2 separate regions of the Gossypium hirsutum genome follow, and region 1 is linked to region 2. Evidence: chromatin contacts called from public Hi-C data. All regions are on one chromosome and are shown on one strand. Each heading gives the region's core, a stretch centred on a gene start, on an enhancer-like site or on the middle of the called end of the contact. The rest is flanking DNA. Distances are from core to core; before and after follow the strand shown. Region 1 holds the start of LOC107949515 (probable receptor-like serine/threonine-protein kinase At5g57670). Region 2 has its middle 20 kb from the start of LOC121215734.

The links. Hi-C and Micro-C count contacts between places; a contact is called where the count stands out from the background.
Region 1: a contact with region 2 is called in a Hi-C map of leaf, with 1.7 times the contacts expected there. The contact joins the promoter of LOC107949515 here to the enhancer-like site in region 2. A contact is called at or near these places in 7 of 34 Hi-C or Micro-C datasets (anther, hypocotyl and leaf).

The regions. Positions count from the first base shown.
Region 1 is chrD03:17,497,008-17,501,079 of Gossypium_hirsutum_v2.1, forward strand. It overlaps LOC107949515 (probable receptor-like serine/threonine-protein kinase At5g57670), which reads left to right and starts at 1,306. Exons shown (of 10, transcript XM_016884181.2): 1 at 1,306-1,730; 2 at 1,850-1,947; 3 at 3,081-3,330; 4 at 3,421-4,072. The coding sequence starts at 1,532.
Region 2 is chrD03:17,431,385-17,435,768 of Gossypium_hirsutum_v2.1, forward strand. No RefSeq gene overlaps it. Among protein-coding and RNA genes, the nearest start is that of LOC121215734, 20 kb to the right of the region's middle. Within about 2 kb of position 2,482, at least 2 of the 9 cell types and tissues checked have an H3K27ac peak or open chromatin away from gene starts, as enhancers often do. A contact at or near this core is called in leaf, where this site is marked.

The DNA.
Region 1 (4,072 bases), core at 56-2,555, 64 kb after region 2:
GCAAACCTCTAATCAACCTCAAAATGGATGTTCGAGCGAATTGTTCTTGTTCAATGCCACTTAAGGAGGCGTCAATATGTTTGAAGTTCTCCTCCAAACATCCCATCTCGATCTGGCTACCTTTAAACTTGTTTGACACTTTCCTTAGTAGTTGCTCGCATGTTGCGCTCTAATTGGCACTCACCACTGCCTTTGTAATGACTTCCCCATCTACCAGTAGATCGAGTTGTAAACCAACATCCTCGAGTGTAATTGTACACTCATTGCGAGGAAGATGGAATGCGTGTCTCTCGGGTCTCTATTTTTCCACCAAAGCACTTATAAGTGGGGGATCCAATTTAGTCCCCCCGAGCATGTGAGCCACGTACAAGAATCTCGAATCTTGCAAATGTCCATGAATGACAGCCGGTGCACTCACACATAAATTATGTATGTATGTCTCCAAAATTTAATTTTTGGCTTGAGTATATAAACATAAAAAATTATAATATTAATAATATTAACAACATAATAATTAACTAATTAAAATTAAATAAATTAATAATATTTTCTTACCATTTGTAATTGGACGTCGGAGATGTGTTTGTTATCCAAACGAATAAGTTGATTTACCATTTTACAAATTAAAAGGAATAAAATAAAATCGAAGAGAATAGGATTGAGAGAAAGATTTAAAATGAAATTATTAAAAGAATATATTTGAATGGAAAAGAATGAAGTTTAGAGGAATTTATATAGAAAAAAGAATATGACTGTTGGGGGATGTAACCGTTGAAATTATGATTGTTGGGAGGAATGTTATCGCTACCTAAAAAAGTACCCTATAAAACATATTTTCACTTTCTCTCTTAGAAAACGGTCTATTCCCATAAATAAATAACAACGACCTAAATTCATAAATTTCGGTATATATATAAATTAGTGGGGAGTTATGTTTAGTGTCAAATATGAGAAGAGGGGAAGCATGGGTAGCAAATAGCGATGCAGCCGTGCTATCAACTTCAAACTCATAGTTGAATTTTACATTTTACCCCAAGTATTAAGAAAGAGAGAAAATAACAAAATTGGGTGCGTTTGTGTTCTTTTTCCACAGCATGATGCAAAAGCTTTGGTCTGTAGCATTTTAGTAGCGCCCATGCCCATTTAATGAAATTTATTATTATTTAAAATCTAAGAATCTATATTTTACAGGGGCAGCACTTTTATTATTATTATTAATTCCTACAATTTGCTTTTGAGAAAAAAACCCGCCATTAAATAAACAATTAAAGAAATAAATTGTTTAATAATTTTTCAACTTGTGTTTATAAAAAACAAGTCGTCTCTTCTTCCCTTTCTCTATCTAGTGTGGTTGGAGAACTTGAAAAGCAAACTACTGACGGTTAAGCCTAAAAAAAGGCTCTCAAACACTGCTTCTGCCTCTCCTCTACCTTCCTTCACAACCTAACTCTTCCATTTATAAACTCTTAACATGATCCTCAACTTTGGTCAAGAACACCTGCTCTGAAACATACTCTGTTTTGACACAGAAATGAAAATGGTACAGAATGGTTTTGTTGGAGACAAAGATACGGTTGCTTCTGCTGGTGGTGGTGGTGGTGGTGGTGGAGGGACGGTGGTTGTTGGAGTAAAGCTTGATTCACCAAGCAGAGAGCTTTTAACGTGGGCTTTGGTTAAGGTGGCTCAGCCAGGTGACTGTGTCATTGCTCTTCATGTTCTTGGTAACAATGGTCAGTTGATTTTTTTTCCTGTTTCAGGGTTTAAATTTTCTTTTCTTTTGAAAATATTTCTGGGGCTTGATTTTTTGTCTGGTTTATTGAAGTGGGATTTGGATTTTGTGTGTGTGTAGAAATCGTGAATCGAGATGGAAAATCTTCACTTCTGTCGCTTGTCAAAGCGTTTGACTCTGTTCTTGCTGTTTATGAAGGATTCTGTAATTTGAAACAGGTTCAGTTTCATGATCTACTTTTTCTTTCTTTCTTTCTTTTTTTTTTAAATTTTTTTTATAACAATTTACCTTCTTCTTTTTTCCCTATGATGAATTTGTTAACCTCATTTTTCTTTCCTGTTTGGTCAATTGTAAAATGAAGGAAAATCAGAAATGGGAAAGTTGGTCTTTCCCTGCATGCTCAATTTAGCTATAGTTACACTTAGGATTGAAATAGCGGCCGCTATTTAGCAATAGCGCCACCACCAGCCACGGCGGCCGTGAATATAGATCACGTCCCGTATTGTGGTTCTAACAAATAAAAACAAGAGCACCGTAGGATCCTAGAATAATAAAGAAAATGGAGGTCAGGGGAGGGATTTCTAACATCGTTGATGAATAACTGATTCTCAAGATCTAAAAGAGAGGGAAAAGTTTGGTCGGTGAAGATGGGGAAAGTTCATAAATGAGTTAAAATATAGGGTGTTTATTAAAATAAGAACGCAACAGGTACAGTTCTGGGGAGAAAAAATGGGAAGGGATTAACATTTTAGTTAATGCATATTTATATTTACAATAATAAAAAAATATATTTTTTTAGGTTTTTAAAAAAATCATTATATTTTATATTTATCTTAATAACCTGTATATTGATACCTGATTTTAAATTTTAAATACAAATATAAATAAATATCATTATAAAAATATTAAATAAGACCATAAAATACCTCAAAAATCAAGAAAACAAAGAGTTTTTATAATCATGTTAGTGATTATTAAATTTAAACTAAATAAAAAATTCACCAACACTACAGCAATGACCGAAAATGTGAGCGCTACCGCCGCCACCTGCCACCGCTATCGGAAAGAAAACGATTGTGAATATAAATCACAACAATTGATAGCGGCAATAACGTCCCGCTATTTCCATTTTTAAGCTTTCATAACGTTAAAGGTGAAGATAGACAGAAGGCCGAGAGAAGCAGGAAGAAGATAGTAAAAGTCAAAAAGAGATGAATTAAAAAATAAAAGAAATTCACGATTAGACTTGCAACCTGATTAGACTGCTAACAACAATTGATTAAGCATTTCACGTATCAAATTTAAGGCTTAGAAAAAAGATATAAATCGGTTTTGGGTAATTATGTTGCAGGTGGATCTCAAACTTAAGATATGCAGAGGTTCTTCAATTCGCAAAATTTTAGTGAGAGAAGCAAAATCTTATTCTGCAACTAAGCTTATAGTTGGAACCGCCGCCAAACTCCATAAAATCCGGTCATCGACATCGGTAGCCAAGTACTGTGCTAAGAAACTATCCAACAACTGTTCTGTTCTTGCTGTTAATAATGGGAAAGTGGTGTTCCACAGGGAGGGTTCTCCAGGGACCACTTTTGGGGCAAAAGGTAAAGATTTTGTTTTGGTTGGTCATCCAGTTCTTGGATGTCATGTAAGATTTTCGTGTATTTTAAGGAATTTCTTCTTTGTTCCTCCAGGAAATGAAGATCATAAACGAAATAGCTTGCTTAATGCGCTTCACCGAACCATAACATTGAACAAGAATTCCAAAGTACTAAGTGAAGGGATTGCCAATGCCGAGGCCAATCTGGTTTCCTATGAGACCAAGGACAAGAGATTCGAGCAGGCCTTAATCAAAGCCGGTTCGGGCAACTTTGAGAGTGATGGAAAGGAAAATTGCTCGGTTTGTGGATCTGGAAATAAGTTATTGCTGCATGATTCTTGTCACCAATCTGCAAACTGCGGTGATGATGATAATGATAGAGAGAAATCCTTGGCTATAGTGCCTGTTGAAAGAACTGAGGCTGCATCTGGTTCGATTTCTATGTTGATCAAACAGTTGCCTGAAATTAGACCTGGTTGGCCTTTACTTCGCCGTGCGGTTTTATCGGATAGACGACATCAAGTTCCTGACCGATCTTCGTCGAGGCAGATTTCTGTGGTTCAGTGGGTGATGCGGTTGCCCTCTAGGCGTACTCTTTTGTTAACAAATTCAGACAAGAAACAAGACTGTGATCAAACCGAATTTAAGGCCTCTAATTTTGATGGAGAAAGCGGCGCAATCGTTCCGGTTGGTAATGAAAATGCCATTGCTCCACTTTCTCCTGATGACAACTTAATAAACCTGCC
Region 2 (4,384 bases), core at 1,232-3,731:
CTAAATTTTAATTTTTCTTAAAAACAATTAAACTTTCATTTCTTTGATTAGTATTACTTATTACTTTAAATATATTCTATTATCAAATGTTATAATTTTTAATCGATTCTAATTTCAAGTAATCTTAAAAAAATTAATTTATTGATAATTATTTTTTACATTTGTAACAATATTATTTTTAAAAGTTTAAAAAAAATTATCCAAGCTAATTTAATACAATTTAATTATTAGGGCAATAAATAGTGTTTATTAAAAGATTAAAATTTTACAATATTGACATAATCCACGTATATTTCATGTTTAAGTTAAACTATTTGTCTTATAAATAATTTAAAAAATAAAAATTCAAAACATTTGGATAAAAAAGTAAGAAAAACCCATAATTTCATTATTACTTGCTTAAAACAGGAGCCAAATTTAAGATTGGTTTTTGGTTCGTTATAAGAACTCATTATTACTTCCTTAAAACAGGAGGCATTTGAGAAGCCCCAAGGATTATTTTAAGAATTTTTTATATTTATTTACTTAATTCAAGAAGAAGTGATATGCATATATCACCTTAATCCATGCGTGATGACACTAATTAACATTGGCCGCTACAAGACATCAACAATTAATATTATGTTGAAAATATAATTAGTTAATAATTTTATGTATTCAGCAAAGACTCTTCAACAAAACTTGAAAGAAAATCCTTAAATTTTGTATCATCTCTTCATTTGTTAACTAATAGGTTTGGGTGGTAAAAGAAATATTTAGATAAAGAAAGATGAAAGATTTTGGGGGCATTACCGTTGATGCATAGTTTTCTTTGGTATGGTTGATGTGTCGTTTTGGAGTCCCAAACCCCATTTTAACGCCCAACTGTTGGGAAGTGAGAAGTGTAAGCAAACATGATTTTGGTTTGTTTTGACATTGTTTTGTTCGCATTATCTCTGGTCCTCAGGGAGGGATTTGGGTGTCTCAACCATAATTTAATCACCAAAAACAAAAGGTTTTGTCTGTTTTATTTAATCATGTCAGATGGAGAGGTTTGAGCAAATTAGGTTTGTTGGAAATTGTGTAAAAGTTTTTCTTGTTCTTTAATCAACTTTTCTTGACCAACACAATTCGAGGTTAAAATTTATTATTAGTCTCCAAAGCTGTTGCTTTAATTCTTATGCTTTTACTTCCATCTTTATATTTTTTAAATTAGTAAATTTTTTAGTCTATTTTTACTAAATATAAAGACTCATAACAAAATTTAATTACACGTTCATTACCAATAAGGTTGCGAGTTAAAATCAAATTTAAGTGAGGAAAGGAAATTAAAATATAAAATGTTGAAGTTGTAAATGGGATGTTGAGATATTTGTGCGATTTAAAATCAAGGTCCACACATTCACATGTAAAAATACAGAGAGAGAAACATGAAAGCACCGTCCCATGGTGATCCAAGGGGCAAAATCTACAAAAATGGCTTAGGTTGTCCCCCTTGGAAAAGATACCTAAACCTAATTCTGTCCCTAGAGAATATAATGAATCATCACAACCATTCATTTATATTTGATATTATTGTTGATGTGGCCTGAAATTATAAAATTATAATGATAATTCTTTAAAATTTATAATTTTATGGCCCAAAACTAAGTTTTTTAACTTCATATGGGACACCCATTAATTGGTTTGTCTTTTAAAAGATACGGCATGATATATGTAACAAAACATTCTACTTTGAGTTTCATTAAATAAAATTGTGTGATTTGATTTTTTATATCAACATGATGAGATGCAATATCAACTAATTATTAAAACAATGCTGCCAAACAAGGCGAGGTTCTTGGACAGGTAGATTTTAGGTAAAACACAACTAAATCTTACTAACCCCTCACCATTACAATTGTTTTATTGGCAAGAAGAAAGTTGAGGCCCCGGCCCCCATTATAAGCCTGAAAATATTCCCACTTTTGTATGTATAATGTATAGTTTTAGGTAAGGAGGATATTTTAAAGCTTTTAGCATGTGAAGGGAGCATGCTTGGATCCACCGACAATCCAATGCTGCCCATAATCTAGGGGTTTTATGAAATTAAATTCCTAAAACAATAGTTAATTATATATATATATTAGGGATTTGAGGTGTCCCTTAAAAGATATGAGATCCTAAGCCCCTACTCTTTGTCCAAAATTTGAACTCTAAAAAGAAAAACGAAAACATATCACATGCATGCAAAGCATCCACATCAACGGTCCCTCTCACCTCTGCTTGCCATCTTTGTAATTTTACACTACTATGGTTTACCCATGTTTTGTATTGGGTTGACTTTTTTATTTATGTCAAATTATAAAGTACAAATTTCAAATTTCAAATATATTTTTTATGTATTTATGATCACCAACTTGAAATCAGATAAGGTTCGAGTCGTCTACCCATAACCTGATCGGGCCCTACCATATGGATGCATGCAAGCCTTATAGTGGGAGGTCAACAAAGGGAGCTCGCGGTCTCAGTTTGCACATGCCAAAGGGTGCTCGTAAGGGGAGTTCGCAATCTCAATTTGCATACACCCAAGGATTTAGCATGTGGGGGGCCACAAAGTCCAACAGGTAGACTAGAACAATACATGTGTCTCACATGCATAGAGTCTACTAAGAACGTCAATTCCATGAACAGTAACCATGTATATAAATATTAGATTGTTCCCTTCAATGAGACACAATGAAAAATTTCTCAACAATACTCTAAGTCTTACATTTGAAATTTAATCATTCTACTTTCGGATTTAAAAATCTATTTTCGAATTATGTATAACTATGTAACATTTTAATCGAAAAGTTAGAAAAGGCTAACTAGAAAAAATGAAGGATGGTTGGCAGGGGTGAAGTCTGAAAATTTCAAGAGGGGGGTCGATATAATGAACAATAATAAAATATTTTTAAGAATAAAAACTAATTAAAGAAAAATAATTTAATAAATAAAAATAAGTTAGAAAGAAATTTAAAAATTTATTTGAATTGCACTTTTCAATCTTTGATATCACTAAAATCATCAATTATTTCGTTTACATTAAATTTTTCTGCAATTTCTTTCTCAATGTACACAACTAAAGAACTTCTCAAAAAATCATCTTCCATCTTGCTACAAAGTCGAGTCTTCACAATCTTCATAGCAGAAAAAGCACGTTCTTAGGATTCGGCTGAAACTGGAAGAGTCAACATAAGGCCAATCAATCTATCAATGAGTGGGTACATGGCTGACTTTCCACTCTCAACTAAGTTTCTACAAAGTTTAGAAAATATTGATGTTTTTTTCAAATCAAGATGCTTACATATATCAAGTTCATAATGCTTCAACTCATATGGGTTACGTTCTATCTCTTGTTGAGAAAAATCTTCTAGATAGAACTTGTTTACAAGAATGCAAATTTTATCAATATCAAATAACTTGAAAATATCCTTGGGATCTAAAGCTATAGTAAGAGTGAGAAGCTTGATAACATGTTCGTTAAATCTACTCTTCAATTCTTACAAGTGAGTATCTATTGTAGCAAAAAAATATACCCACTCGATAATGATGCTCCATTGTAACATCTTCCTTGTTACGATAATAACCCACAATGTATTGAGCATTCATATCCGAAAAATCCAACTCCCAAGTTTCATAAAAAGATATCACATTTTCAACAATTTATCTCATCCATCATCTCTCAACTTTTGAATTAAATATTTTATTGTTGAAACTAAAATCATGACATTTAATATATCTTGAGAATGATGTTACAAAGCTTCACAAAGATTATCAGTAACCCCTAAAACTTCCTTCATATGCAAAATAAAAATAAACTCAAAAGATCTAAATCTATTATATGCGTTATGAACATCTCCTTGCCAAGTATAGTTAGAAGCGGTATTTTTTAGATTTTTAAGAATCGTGCTAGTAGCATTGTACATCGTTAGTAAACTAGTAAATGAATTTAAATGAGAACTCCATCAAGTCTCACCAGGACATTGTAAAGTGCCAATCTGATTCATTCCTGTTCTAGTTGCTAAATCAAACAAGTCTTTAAAAAATTGATGCTTTTCAACTACTTCTCTAGCTGTTGCAACTAAAGACGATAAGCAAAATAGTGAACATAATAAGCATATCGTCAATCATTCAAAATCAAAGCTTGCAAGTCGTTAAATTCCCTATGCATATTTCTTGGTCCATCATAGCCTTGACCTTGGATATTTTGTATGTCAAAACCATGTTGGAAGAGAACATTAAAAAACTCATTCTTCAAAGTCAATGATGCAGTATCTTTAATAAGGACTATATCAGAAAATCGTTCTTTCACCAATCATTGTTTATCAACAAATCTCAAAACAATTGTCATTTGCTCTTTTTTTATTGGTCTCTTGCGTCA